Regions from separate parts of the Rattus norvegicus genome. Here region 1 is linked to region 2. A link is a contact called in public Hi-C data. All regions are on one chromosome and are shown on one strand. The core of a region is the stretch at or near the end of the contact, and the rest is flanking DNA. Distances in the headings are between cores, read along the strand shown.

Region 1 (4,322 bases), core at 161-2,660, 71 kb after region 2:
CCATCTAGCTTTACTCCCAGAACTCTTTAAGCATCTACTGTTAATATAAAAACACTTTCTTCAGCGCTCAGGAATGACAGGCTCAAAGAGGAGGCCAGCTTCACCCAGCTAGGTCACTTGAGCAGCAGCGAATTGAAGACTTGATTGTTCCCAGCAAACTCTACCCTAAAGATGGGGCGTTTGAAGAGCTGCTTCTGGGGGATCCTGGGGATGGTGCTGGGGGAGGGGACAGCTTCAGAAGGGACAGGGTTCCAGGTAGGAGTGGAGGCTGGCCCAGGAATGCCTCAGCAGAACTTTTTGGTAAATAGGAGGGGTACTCCCTTGTCCAGGAGGTTTCTGCAGCGACAAAAGCGACCTAAATACCAGCCCGCTGCCGGTGTTGACAAGTCAACGGATATCAGGGTCACTGAGGTCCAGAGAAGGAATACCTGTCGCTAGTTTCTAATGTCTCTGTTCCACACTGGGCTTCGCTGACTCTCTATAACCCAAAAGGCAGAGTCTTTTTCCTCTGTTTTAGGCAGAAGAATGTGTCTGGAACCAACTTAAAATTTTTAATGCTAGACACTGTTTTTCAATTGGGCGCAGTGCGGTGCATTCGTTCTCAGTGGGCAGCTCTGCCAAGGGGGACTTCCTAAGCTCCTCCCGAGTTTCTCTCTCCAGGGAGACCCGTGTCCCCTACAGTTCTGCCCCATATCCTTTTAGCAGACGACCCCACGGGTGGCCGGCCGGCCGATCTCCTGGGGGCTCCTCTTCTAAGAACCACACGGTCTTGCCTTCTGGTGGGTCTGTCCCGCCGCGTCCCGGGCCTCCAACAAGCTAAGGCACGACCGGAATGCGCGGGAGGACCCGGGGCGGAGACGCCGGTAACCGATGGGACACTGGGCGGGCCAGCCTGAGTCCCGGCCCAGGCCGGGCGGGTCGAGGGCGGCGCGGGGACCAGCACCAGTCCCACTGTCCGGATCCCCGTGCGGTATGAGCCCGCGTCCCCGCCCCGTGCGGCGCCGCCTCGGGACTCTGGACTTCAGCGACGTGTCAATCCCACCCCCGCGAGTGCCGGGCAGAGTGCTCAACTCCAGGCAGAATCCCGAGGATTCAGAGTAGGAACGAGCAGAAAGTCGCCCTGCGCTCCGGGAGAGCGCAGGACCCGCCCCGCTTAGCAGCGGGCAGACTGGGGAGGCGGCGCCTTGCGTGGAGCCTGGGCCGGGACCGCCCGCGGCGGGTCAGCGGGAGGCAGGAGGGAGGTGCTGCAGCCCGGACTCGACGTCGACGCCCGCACCGCCCGCGATGGGAAGTGCCTTATAAAGCCGCAGCCGGAGCAGTCAGACAGACTCTTGGCGACGCCGCCCAGAGCGCGGGCCGCACGTAGCCGCCCCAGAGTGCGCGAAGAGCTAGAGCACATCCGCGGGGCATCAACTTCTACCCACCGGGACTCTTAACGGCCGTTGCGAGGATCGACCGCGTCCCACAGAGAATTCCTGATCGCCCTTGCCCAGACCCACTCTGCCCAGGCGGACCCCAGTCGGGGGCCGAGGGCGCCCCCGGCGGCAGGGGCATGCGCCTCCCGCGGCATGGCCTCGGCGGTGTTTGAGGGCACGTCGCTCGTGAACATGTTCGTGCGCGGCTGCTGGGTGAACGGGATCCGCAGGCTCATCGTCAGCCGGCGTGGCGATGAGGAGGAGTTCTTCGAGATCCGCACCGAGTGGTCGGACCGCAGTGTGCTCTACCTGCACCGCAGCTTCGCGGACCTGGGCCGCCTGTGCAAGCGCCTCCGTGACGCCTTCCCGGAGGACCGGTCTGAACTGGCGCGTGCGCCGCTGCGGCAAGGTGCGGGGCTGCGGGGCTGAAGGGTTGGGGCATCAGGGGGCTGAGGGAGGGGCTCTGGGGAAGGAACATTGCGACGAGATCGCGTCTAAGTGCAGTGAAATCGGCGGGAAGAGTTTCCTAAAACTCTACCGGGCAACTGACCGAGGACATCTAGACCCTGTCTTCCCTGACTGGGAGCCGGCACGGAGCCTGGGGCGCACACTCTTGGAGGATAAATGAGATGGGTGGGGAAGGGGACAAGGTCAGCAGAACTGTCGCCTGACTGTCCCAAAGAGCGAGCCACTTGTGAAGAAGCGGAGCTCTGCTTTGCCGAGGCGACATCCAGATCTGACAGCTACTGGGTCCCAGCCACCTCCGGAGAACCAGTGGCGGCTGGATTGGGTTTGCTGGAAAGCGTAGAGACAGTTATAGAGTATCAGAATTGGGAAATCTCAGCGGTTATGATCGCTGCCCAGGTCCTGCCCGGTTGGGCCCCATTCGTATTCGAAGATAGTGAGCCTGAAAGCGAGGTGCCACGCAGCAATCTTTTCCACCTCTCCTGGAGGGAGCCGCCCCGCCTGCATCTGTCCGGCCAACCCCAGGGTCCCCACCCCTGAGCTGGGTCCACATTCGGATTTGATTAGCCACAGCCGCCTCCTCCCTGGCCTTGTGACGGTCCTGGTTGGCCCTGACTGTTGTTTTCTCAAACAGCAGTGGCTTCCCCTTTCCCACTGCCAGCAAAAGGACTGGAAGAGTGGAGGAAACTGGAGAGGGATCTTGATAGAGATGGGGAAGAATAAAGTGTGGGGCAGTTAGCTAGTAGGCGGTGGGACAGGAGGGATCAATAGAGCTTCTGAGCAGTGCCTGGCCTTCCAGGGCTTGGAGACCCATGGAACCAAGCCCTCATTTTGGCAGAGTTCTCAAAGCAGCCAGCCTGTGACAGCTTGGGGCGAAGTTACTCAAGGTTAGCCAGTACATGCCTCCTTGGCCGCCTGTCTGGCTAAGGGCTTGAGATAACCTCCGTTTCCCTCCGGTGATAGGTTCCACCAATGTGTGGATTATGGGGATAATTAGCTCCATTCTCATGACACATCCCCTGGCAGACACATCAATTGGATAGATTCCCAAAACCAAGTGAGTGTGGAAGCCGGGAGTGACAAGCCTGGCTTAGATCTCCGTCCCAGCCCCTCCCAGTGCCTGAGCACCATTTTGAGATTAGACCTATTTTTATTGTTTTAAATTTGATATTTTTTTTTAATTTAACAAATGCATGTCTGAGTCAGGAAAGCATAAGGAAGGGGTAGTGATTTACTCAGTGGCTTCTTCTGGAACAAGGCAGGCCATAAACAAGTTGAATTTCCCGACTCTCCCTCTGAGCAGGTCCCAGAGCTCTGCTGTGGCCACAGACAAACTAGAATCATTCATCGTCTATGAGAGTACCTATTGCCCGTGGGGTTTTGTGAGGGGTGAAATGCCTGGTTGTATCTGGTGACAGTGTCTGTAAATGCCACTTGCTTACTGTCAGCACCTTCTTTCTGGCCGGGGGTGCTGGTTGTGGAGAGTGTGGGAAGGGGTGTGGCGTTGGTGTGGAGTCACAGGTGAAAAGGCCTTCCCTGGAGCAGAAGGGAGGAAACCATCTTACCTCTGTTCACCTGGCCTCTTTTGCATTTATGCAACTGTCTGGAGTCGAGTCACAGGCCCTGCAGCGTAGCTGCACAGGCTCCAAAGAGTAAAGTATTTAAAAGTGGTTAGAAGTGGGTGACTATCGTGGAGAAAACCACGGGCTATGAGAGCTGCCTTCAAGTATCTGAAGGGTAGAAAGATGCAGAAGTGGGGGTCAGATGTTCTGACAGAGCTGGCAGGGGCAGCTAGGGTGAGACACAGTGGCTGACAACCTGCTGTGGGACCAGTAGAACTGCCCATCACTGGTGCCAGGTCCTAGCTGATGTAAACCTATTAAGAGGGTCCAGCTAATACTCCCTACATGAAGACGAACCCTGAGAGCAGTAGAGAGGAAACCGTGGATCATGACCCATTCTGGTTCTCCTTTCTCTGCTTCATTCTTCCTTAGTACCACCCCCAGTTTCTTCCGCAAAATCACGAAGGACCCTTTTCTTTCACTGATCCTTTCAAGTCTAGAGGAATCGTGTGCCAAGTAAAATACCCCATAAAACACAAAAGAGGATTCTACCTCTTTTCCATGCAAACTTGTTGTTTGCATTAAAAATCATATCTTCAAACTATCAACAGGAAAGGTGTCAGCCGTGTGGAGTGCTGGCAATTTGATTTCTGTCCATCAGTTTCCCAAATCTGTATTTATTGAAATTTCTGGACTGGATTTGATTTATGTTATCTGGTTTTCATTGGAACATCTTCCCTGGGAAGAGGCTGGTGGTAGACGCTTGACAAGCAGAAGAGTGGGGAGGCCATGGCTCTACCTCATAGTCCCTAATCTTCATGCTGTTGAAGAGGCACTGAGCCCTCTGTCTTGGCTCCTGCAGTATTGCCATGAGAGAGAT
Region 2 (4,157 bases), core at 939-3,438:
ATGAAACTATCTCATGTAGGCCAGGCTGGCCTTGAACTCCCATTTCTCCAAAAATGACGTCGAACTCTTGTTCTTCTGTTTCCACTTTCCAAGTCCTGAGATTAAAGTTGTATATCACCACACCTGAATGAAGAAAAGTGTTTTACAAAGGGAGTAAATTTGAAAACAAAGGGGGGGGGTTGAAGTACAGAAAGCGAATGATCTTGTCTGGAAGGAGATTTTGCTTGACACACGTCAGACACTGTCAGGAGCTGCCACTGTGCGCACACAGCACTCAAGGGACTGCAGTAGGCTTTACCAGCAACGCACAGCCAAACAAGTTACAAGTAGAGGGATGGTAAGTGCCATGCATAGTTGCCTCGACTACAAATAAATACAAAAGACATACTTGTAACCTGCAGCTTTTCAGTTAAAGACAAACATAGCTGAGCCTGTGGACGTAGCCTAGTTGGTACAGCACATGTCTAGCCTTGGGTTCAGTCTCTGGTACCACATAAAGCTGGGTATAGCGGCAAACACTTTCGATCCCAGCACTCAGGAGGTAGAGGCTAGACCATAGACCCTCAAAGTCATGCTCAGCGCAGTTGAGCCCATTCTGGACTACAGAGATCCTGTCTCAAGAAACAAAGGCAGCTTGCTTCCCTGAGAGGATGTGGCATAGCTTCCAGAGAAGCAGATGACATGGGCAGATGAAATGTGAAGCTTACAAGGCTCATTGATCACTTGAAGAGGGACCTGCAGTTCTTCCTGAAAATGAGCAGTGTCTGAGTTAGATAGGCTTCTGGGCTGAGGAGCACTTCTGTATTTAGACAGACAGATGCTGAAAGCATCAGAATTCAATGATTACAACATTTAATATATAACTATAAATAACTTATCTACAGGAGAGTCAGGGAGCGGGCCAGTTAGATATAGACAGGCCAAGCCTGGCTGATACTCTTTTTTAAAACAAACAAACAGTTAATATTCCTAAGTCAAGGCAGGCCCGGTGTCCCAAGGAGACATGGGAGTGCAACTGACACATCTGTGGAATTATCAAAATCTGTTCTGGAAGCAGCTACAGATGCGGATCCAAGCCCCAGAAAAGCCTAACTGCGGTATCACATGGTGATGCATGGACTTAGACTACATAGGTTTTGAGTTGTGGATTTTCACACCAGCATGCCTCTAATAGCCATGGATGTCAAATTCAAACCCAATCGTGTATCACTACACTAAACCACCCATGTTATTCTGGAAATATGTACATACCGTCTAGTAATTTGTATGTATGCTTATGATATTATATTCTTTATTCGAAATGAAATGTTACCCCACTCCACCCTTGCTGTGTTTTATCACCTGGTACCTGGCTGGTGGAGCTATTGAGGAGGGAACAAAACTCTAAGACGGCGGCCAGCCTAGTCGGAGGAAGGATGTCACTGGGGTAGTACTTCTGAAGGCTATTCCTGATCCCTGATCCCTTCTTCTAAAAAGAATAGTTTTAAATTGTGTGTATATGTATGTGCGCCGGTGTATGAGTATGTACAGATGAGTGCAAGTGCTGCTGCAGAAGGGGACATCAGAACCCCTGGAGCTCTCAGTTGTGAGCCACTGAGGTGCTAGGGTCCTCTGCAGGAGAAGAATATTTTTTAACTGCTGAGTCATCTCCTCAGTCCCCTCTTCATCCTTCCTTGCTGCAAGACATTGATATTTTATTTTAAAAATTATTTTAAAGTATGTATTATATGGGTGGTGTTTCACCTGAGTGCATGAGTGTGTGGTGCCCACAGAGGCTAAAAAAAGGGAATTTGATCCCCTGGAGCTGGAATTACAGATGGTTGTGAGCCACTAGGCATATACTGAGAATCTAGACCAAGGCCCTCTGTAAGAGCTGCCAGTGCACTTAACCACTATACCATCTCTCTAGCTTTAAGCAACTGAATATTTTGTTTCAAATCCCTGTATCTAGGCTCTTGGTTAGAGTTCCTACTAATGATTTTGCCTGAGGGACAGGGACTTCAAACTGCAGGGAGACAGACACAGGAAAACCTAAACCTGATCATGGTGTGTTGTCTACTTCATAATAATCTTAAATCGCTCATCTGGGTTTATATTCAAGAAGACCTTCCCCCAGAGCACATGGTCTATGTGTGCTAAGCGTCAGCAGTCACGAAACCTGCCTGGGGCACAGTGGGTATCCAGCATGACACATGAGCTCACTAGGGTCTGACCTGGGAGTGAGTGTTTGGCTGGATCAACCAGACAAAACATGCAACGTGGTCCGCTCTGCAGGAAGCGAGCAGAGTGGGACTTAGTTTGATTACCCTTGGCTCCCATCTCCTCCAACTCCAGACATTTTCGGAACAGGGAAATGAGCCCCGGAGTCTAGTGATATTGTTGATAGGATTCACGACTCCTCAGGAGGAAAGAAACAGGAAGCAGAGGGCGGGCTGCTGTGCGGTGAGGTCATCCCTTTGGCATGCTGTGCTTGTCCTGGAGAAAGACAAGGAGAGACAGAAGCTATTTGGCTTCTTGGCTGACTCTCAAGTCTTAGCTCTGAGGGCCAGGAAAGGGTGAAGAGTCGGTATGTAGCCACTGTTGCCAAGGACGCAAGAAGAAACGAAAAAAGGAACAAAACCCTTCATTTAAAATGCCAGTGGGAAAAAGGCTCAAGACAAACACCAAGGCACACAATGTGCTTTTATTAAAGCAGCTTTTAAAATCGAGTTTTGGAAAACAGCCTCCTAATGGCTATAAAGGTCCTCCTGACTGGAGGACACTTGAGAATTTTGCCCTCACAGACAAAAACACTCATGAACTGTTAGGGTTTTGCTCCTACCCATCAGGCAGGAGCTCCTGGGCCTGGGCTGGCCACGGGCTCCTAGCCCTTGGCTTCCTTCTCATAAGTACTAGGGTTACAGGTGAGTGCCACCTTACCCGGACTGCTTCTCAGTGAGTGGGAGGCTATGTATGCTTAGGAAGGGAAGAGGACGATGGGAAAGACAGAGGCTGATGTTGAGGAAGCTAACAGGGAAGATGCTCTATTCTACGTCCCAGAGGCAGATATTTTCATTTGCTTCATTTGATGTTTGCTTGTTTGTTTAGCCAGTCTTGTTCTGCAACCCGAGTTGACCCAGACTTGGAATCTTCCTGCCTTAGTTTATCAACTGCTGGAATCGCAGGCATTCGCTGCCACATCCAGTTTTGGTGGGGATATTTTTAGATGACAAGACACGAGGCGGCTCATGCCTCACCCAAAGTCAGCCAACAAAGGTTGGCATCAGAATGGAAAGCCAGAGTGAAGGGGACTACACACTAGGTACATAACTGATATCATCCAACAGCATCAGCATTAGCAAAATAAACAGGCCGAAGCAGGGACAGTTATAGTAGTCGTTACCTCCTGGCTCTAGCTGAAGGGTTCATATCCAGCAGTAGCAGGTCACCTATTGGCTTTTATGAAGCCTATTCTATTGGAACACAGCCTTTGTACTACAGCAGAGCTGAGAAGCTGAGAAGCTGAGACCCCAGAGTCCATAGAGGTCAAAATGGTTTGCTGTGTTTTCCAAACAAAACAAAATAAAACAACAACATTGCCTGACCCCTGATTGAAAGCAAGCAGTATGCCAGAAGTGTCAGGGTGTTGTCCCCCTTCTCCATTCACAGAGTCTGCAGTGCACTCACAGTGCAGCCATCTTCCTGTCACCTCCCCTTGTTGTTCACGAGCCTGATGGATGAAGGTCTCGTTGCACAGAGCAGAGGTCACTGCCCTGTTTTCAGCTTCCTGTCAGGTCTCACAGCTGGGCTGTAGTTTAAAGGTCCTCCAGATCTGCACTTGCCTAAAGGCTCATGCTTCCCCATCCAGCTGCTCTGTTACAGTGCCAGGCGAAGTGAGCTCACTGCTGCATACTTCCTTAACCACAGACTGGGGGCTCTGTGAATGTGATCTTAATTACCACAGGTAATGTTTTCCGGATTGCTAAGCCATTGAGCACATCAGCTTCTCCTGTTGCTGATACAGATCACCCAGAACTGCAGCCCAGCTGGGCGGGACCACACATGAGGGTTTCTGAGCGGCTTGGCCTCACTTCAAACCAATTATACTTTTAACATTTATTCTACGTTTATGAAGTAGGGAGAATCAGATTTTATTGTGAGAAAATTTATACATAGCT

Evidence for each region. Hi-C and Micro-C count contacts between places; a contact is called where the count stands out from the background.
Region 1: a Hi-C map of the A7r5 cell line shows a contact between it and region 2, with 4 times the contacts expected there. The contact joins the promoter of Pxdc1 here to the enhancer-like site in region 2. A contact is called at or near these places in 7 of 12 Hi-C or Micro-C datasets (the A7r5 cell line, the Rat2 cell line, Schwann cells and 4 more).

The regions. Positions count from the first base shown.
Region 1 is chr17:30,480,451-30,484,772 of GRCr8, forward strand. Pxdc1 (PX domain containing 1) reads left to right here and starts at 1,411. Exons shown (of 5, transcript NM_001025719.1): 1 at 1,411-1,824. The coding sequence starts at 1,569.
Region 2 is chr17:30,408,418-30,412,574 of GRCr8, forward strand. No RefSeq gene overlaps it. Among named protein-coding and RNA genes, the nearest start is that of Fam50b, 16 kb to the left of the region's middle. Within about 2 kb of position 2,189, at least 39 of the 93 cell types and tissues checked have an H3K27ac peak or open chromatin away from gene starts, as enhancers often do. A contact at or near this core is called in the A7r5 cell line, Schwann cells and liver, where this site is marked.